Linked DNA regions of Arachis hypogaea: region 2 is linked to region 1. The links are chromatin contacts, called in public Hi-C maps. All regions are on one chromosome and are shown on one strand. Each heading gives the region's core, a stretch centred on a gene start, on an enhancer-like site or on the middle of the called end of the contact. The rest is flanking DNA. Distances are from core to core; before and after follow the strand shown. Region 1 has its middle 13 kb from the start of LOC112773295. Region 2 holds the start of LOC112771273.

What was found. Hi-C and Micro-C count contacts between places; a contact is called where the count stands out from the background.
Region 2: a contact with region 1 is called in a Hi-C map of leaf, with 2.2 times the contacts expected there. The contact joins the promoter of LOC112771273 here to the enhancer-like site in region 1. A contact is called at or near these places in 4 of 8 Hi-C or Micro-C datasets (leaf and an unstated tissue).

What each region holds. Positions count from the first base shown.
Region 1 is chr18:130,820,391-130,823,553 of arahy.Tifrunner.gnm2.J5K5, forward strand. No RefSeq gene overlaps it. Among protein-coding and RNA genes, the nearest start is that of LOC112773295, 13 kb to the left of the region's middle. Within about 2 kb of position 1,616, at least 1 of the 3 cell types and tissues checked has open chromatin away from gene starts, as enhancers often do.
Region 2 is chr18:130,887,220-130,890,382 of arahy.Tifrunner.gnm2.J5K5, forward strand. LOC112771273 reads right to left here and starts at 1,736. Exons shown (of 16, transcript XR_011876048.1): 1 at 1,474-1,736. It overlaps LOC112771275 (a long non-coding RNA gene), which reads left to right. Exons shown (of 2, transcript XR_003186967.2): 2 at 494-855.

The DNA of each region.
Region 1 (3,163 bases), core at 366-2,865:
TATAATTATAAATTTTACAAAGTTAGAATAAAAAAAATTAATACAAAACAAAAATAGAATACATCAAAAAATAGAAAAAAATTATACAGATAAGAAATAATAAAAATTTCATAAAATCAACAACATGATATATGAACAAAAAAATACAATAAAAAGTAAATAAAATTCGTATGAATAAAATCAAATAAAAAAATAAAAAATTTTCATACACAACATAAATATAATGCATAAAAAGTAAATAAAATTCGTATGAATAAAATCAAATAAAAAAATAAAAAATTTCATACACAACATAAATATAATGCAGTAAAGAATAGAAAAAAAAATTCATATGAAAAATAATAATAAAAATATCATAAAAAAAAGTCAACAACATTTGTTATATGAATAAAAGGAATACAATAAAATAAATAAAAAAATCATATGAACAAAGTCAAACAAAAAAAAATTTCATAAAAAATATACATATAAAAATAGTATAGTAAATGATAAAAAAAAACTTATAAAAATATAACATGAGAAATAAGAATACTATACAAATAATATAAAAATATTTATCATATAAATAAAAAATATAATAAAAAATATAAGTAAAAAATACAATAAAAAATATAAAAACTAAAATATGAAAATGAGTATTAAAAATAATAAAAAAATTAAAATATTCAATTTGCTAGTGATTAAAACAAATCTGAACTATTTTAATGAAAAAAAAAATTGTAACTAAAAACTATGAAGAAGTAGGAAGAACTACAAAGAATTATTGTGAAGGTAATAGTTATTGGTATCCTTTTTATAGAAGAAAATAAAGGGTATAGGGTTGGTTAAAAAGAAATAAATTTTTCACCTAATTTTTTAAAGACAATAAGCAACCATGAACGTGAAATGCAGAAACTATAAATTTTAGCTTCTCTTAAACGTGCGTTTAGAAGCAGAATCAATTCTGCGTTCAGGAAGATAAAAATGGCCAAACATAATAGTGAAACTTTCAAGAAGCTCAAACGTAATTCTCTCCTCTCCAACGTGTTTGCCAAACACACCCGTAATTGACGTAGATTTTGCCTGTGGTGCTTTCTGTCGTCTTCTTTATACTTTTATAGTTTCAATTTTCCGATTTTAAGAGAGTTTGATATCAAATTTGTAGAACCTTTTGCATAAACTAACTTGATTCTTGATATATATTATTATTTACCAAAAAAATTATTTTGTTCTTATATTTTCTTTCTTACCTTATAAATTGTCCACAATTTTCAAAAGAAAAAAAATTATTTTTGTTTTGAATCCCACACTACACACTTATCACACAATATTTAAAGGGTCATATTCAATACTTAGTACACTCACTAAGATTTGAATCTGGATGTAGTATATTAAAAGACATATAATTTAACCAGTTAAACTAGACCTCAGTTGCAAGTAAAATTTGAACTTCCAACACTCAACTGAATTAATGAATTATTTATTAGACCAAACTAATTTTTTTTAATTTTTTTTTTTTTTTGGTTGGTGGATTGGACAACCCCCAATCCTAGGTACTCCAATAAATTAGACAATCCCTAATTCTAGATACACAATATACACCCACAAACTTTTCATATACTTATCAATTTTTTTTCTTCTCGATTGCAAATTGGTCCATTCCATTTTTTGGTTTGGGTTGGCAAACAAAAATAGAAAGACTCCATTCAAAATGGTAACAAGTCAAATTTGAAATAAATGTGGGCTACGATAATGGGATTTGTCAACTTGCGGCAACTTGGACAAATATGTTTGGCCATTGGTGCCAATTACCTTAGGCACATTCGTTGCTTTTGAATTTGTCCTGTTGGTTATTCACATGTCAAATATTCCAGTCTTCTTAATTTTAGGTTAGTTCTTTATCCTTGATATAAAAAGGATTATGCAAGTATTCAGATTACTAATAAAAAAAATTATATAAAAAACTATAAAATTTTACTAATTATAAGTTTAATATGTATCCTAAAAATATAAGTTAACAAAATTTATATAAAAATTCCTCATGGTACAAAGTTGTGGAGTATGTCCCGTCCAAGAATAGTGCGGTCATCTAAATTTTTGGTCATATTTTCCCACCACTAGTTTCAAAACTATTTAATAATAATATGGAGACTAAGATACACAATTTTGTTGGTTTTTTTTTTCTTCTAAGCTATATTGGTTGTAAATACGTAAAAGCTAAACTCTTTCCTAGATAGCAATCAAAAAATTAATGAGAAGTTAAAACGTGTTTCTCTCATGATCATGACAAACAAATCCCATCATAATTCAAACCTAATCAGATTCGACTCGGCTTTCACAATTCCAACTCGCAAACAAACCAAGGCTGTATTTAGTTTTGAAAATAGATAAGATAAAATACTGATAACAAGATATATAGAATAGAGATACAAAAATTAATAATTTTATATTTTATTTAATGATAAATTAAAACAAACTATAAAAATTTAATTTATTTTTATTTTTTATTTAAAAATAAAAAAAAATAATTATAAAAAATTAATAAAAATAATAAAAAAATAAAAATAACTTATCTTTTTGTTAGTGTCTTTGGATTTATTTGGGTGAGTTTTTAATAAAAGATCTTTTTTAAATGGATCCCGCTAGGGAGACAATGGACAATTTATACAATGTGTACAATGGGACACAATGGGCTATTGAGTTACAAAATGAACATCTCCCATACTATCTAGAATAACCATGACCTTGCGGATCTAACGCTCTAATACCATGCATGATACCACTCATCCCAAAAGCTTCAGCTGATAGGAAAAGATAACACTAATGATTATATCTCTAATACTCTCTAAACTTCCATTGTACACATTGTATAAATATTCCATTGGCTCCTCATACTTTTCCTTTTTAAATTATCTTTTTTTAAAAGATCTTATGAAAACGTAAAAATAATTTTATGTTTGAATATCTCATGTAAAAAGATCTTTTTATTTATCAATTATGTTTGGGTATAATAATATAAAAGTAATTTTCTGCTTATTTATTATATGAAAAATATATTTTTTTTAAAAAAAATAAATTACAGCTTATCAAAAAAAGATGTTTTTATTTTTTATTTTTTTAGTACTTTTACTTTTATTACTAATAATTTGCTAACATACTAAAAATTTTTTTCATCAACATAATG
Region 2 (3,163 bases), core at 486-2,985, 67 kb after region 1:
TTAATACATGGGAGAGATTAAGAGAAACTTATTGAAAACTTTTGTTATGGATTCATAAAGTCTACTATGACTGATGGTGTAAAGGATGACCAATTGTATTACCATGATGATACATATCCTTTAAATTTAAAGTAATCATGAACATGATAACAAAACAAACTACGTCTCTTTCTTGGTATATGTCTTTAGATTTAGAGGCATCTTGATTGATACAAAATCCTAAAACTTTTCTGTCTATAAACCATGAATAATTTTGAGTTTGATTTAAGATGAGATATTTGTTATTAGAAATGTGGTAATTCTTGATAGCTTTGTTCAAATAATAAGTTCATTATGATTTTATATGTTGATATATTCTCATTGATCTTTTGGATCAAGATGAGTATTCTTTTACTGCTTTTGGGAAGGAAAGGAAAGAGAAGAAAGCTAGAGTGTGTTCTATAAGTTAACAAACTATATATGCTGACTTTGTAGCATGTATTGCTGAAAGCAGGCTACTAAAGCTTTTGATGGAGATGACTATCTTATTGGGACATCTGCTGAACTCAAATATGCTCTTTTAGAATTCTTCTCGGCTTGGAAACCAGCCGTTATCAATGTTATTATTGATTCTCATGCTGGTTCAAAGAGTGGGAGGCGGCAACACAAGAACTAATTTCTACATTATTTGTATTACACTAAAATTACGTTTTCTATTGTTTTCATTTTTAGATTTTAAATTTCAATAACACAAATTCCCTAGCTCTATGGTTTTCTATAGTGTACCATGATATGATAAAGACACAAACTATATTCCATGAATCCACACAAATATAAAATGTTACATGATCGTAATGAATACTTGAATGATGGAAACTGAATTTTATATATACTTATTACTACTATTTCTGTTTTATTTTATCCATTCTTTTTTTAAGATAAGGTATTTTTAAAGTTATAAAAAAAAAAGAGAAGGTATTTTTGGTACAATTTGTATATAAATAAGCAAAAGAATGATAGTGACAAAATAAAATGGATTATAAGAATATTTTTCATGTCTTAGAATCATTGAATATGGATTATAGGAATATCTTTCATTTAATATTTATAATTTTACTGAAATTTTTAATTAAGTCCCTATATTTTTTTTCTTTTTAATTAGGTCTCTAAGGGTATAAAAGTAATTTATTAATTCACTAATATTTTTTTGACGTTTAACGTTAATAGGGACTAAATTGAAAAAAAAATAACGTATAGGGACCAATTAAAAGGAAAAAAAAGTATAAGGACCTAGTTAAAAATTTCGCGAAACTATAGGACCAACAGAGTAATTAAACCAAGAAAATACATTGTAATTCATTCCAAGCTAATTCATTGAGAGATGGCCATGACCCGTGAATCTTGGGCTTTTGTGTTTGGCCTCATAGGTATCACTCTTTTTAATGAATAGCTTGGAATGAATTAAAATGTGTTTTCTTCTCTGCAGATCATTACCTGTAACATTTTGCTAACGTTGCTAGCACCAAAGACCTTGTGAACAATGGCGAACTTTTGAGGGTCATCGGAAGGGAAATAAGGTGCGAAGATGCAATCCTTGGCACACCTCCGTCTAAGAAGCTTGCATGAAGCACATGGCGAGTTTCCACTTCCCATTTCTATTTTCTTATGATCAGAAAATACTAACTAAAAAAAAGACGAAAAAAACTAGTGATGATTAGAAGGGACTAGTTACTAAAAGCAACATACGGAGCATGATTGACAAAATGAGAGTTAGGTGTGTGTATTTATAATGGGGCGGTTTAGCCGCTACCTTAGTAATAATATCCATGTCAACAAGGCTCATTTCGGTACCCAAGATTTATTTTATTTTCTTATTAATTAATTTTGGTATTTGTTAAATTAATCCCGTGTCTTAATTATTTAGTTTATCATTTTTTTTTGTACTTGCGGATATTTCACTCACGGAAAAGTATAGGTAACCAACAAGATTTTTGAATAATGTGTAAACAATGTGAATTAATAGGGTTAAAAAGTAAATTTAATCAGTAGCATTAAATTAGGGTGAAGTGTATTTTCATTTGATTGGTGGTTGTTCATATTGTTCAAAATTTTCATTGTTCCCCTAACACTCCCCTTCACTCACATGAGATAATAATTAAGGCGCATAGGGGTACCAATGGGAGGGGCACTTGTGCAATTTGGGGGAACGTTTCAGTGGTGATTGGTTGTTTACTTGTCAAAGCTATTAATTCTCTTTGTGTATGTATTAAATCCCACGAATATAAATGAAAGAGTTTACGACCTATTTATATATGAGATAAGCCTTAAAGTGGTCTCTAAAGTTGCACTTGAGTCTCATAGTAGTCCCTGAACTTAAAAGTTATCCATATTCATCCCTAAAGTTGCACTTCGGAACTCAAACTCGTCCTTCCGGCAATTTCTGCCCACCTAACGCTACCGAAAAGGTGAGTTGGCCTCTTTCTTGACACGTTGGCATAACAGAAACGACGTAGTATTTGCTGTGGCGCCAAAATGACATGAAACGACGTCGTTTCACGCTAACCCCCTCCCTTCCTCAACGTTACCCTAACGAATTGTCTCCCCTCTCAAATCACAACACAAACATAGAGGTCTCTTCTTCTCCACTATACTTATCAATGGCGTCTGTGCGATTGTCGTTCACGCCACCTTCCTCTCTTCCGGCTACCTTCTCACCGCCACCGGCCCCCAAGCCCTCTTCGATGACGCCCTCTCACATCCCTCCACTGGTAACACTTTCACTAATTTCCCATTTTGTTCTCTTTTTTTCTTTAACGAAATCATTTAATTTTGATATATTTTATGTGAAATATACAAATATCATTAATTATCACTCTTCTTTAGTGAAAACAATTGAAAATTCTGTTTTCTGTTTTCACTTCTTTCTTTGCAAGAACCAGAAAACATAGAAAGTAAAAAGGGAAACGAAACGTGCCCTAAGTTTGTAGCACTAGCTATGTAGAACAATTTTTATCTAATCGGTGTAAGAGAGTTTTATAGGATTATTTGTTCTTGAGTTGATGATTTATTGAAAACCATCAAATACTGATATGTGATTGATTGAGTGAATTACAGAGGTTCATTATTTAGATTATAAAATAAATTTGAGCTTTCTAAGGTGGTAGCTGTCAATGAACCATGATAA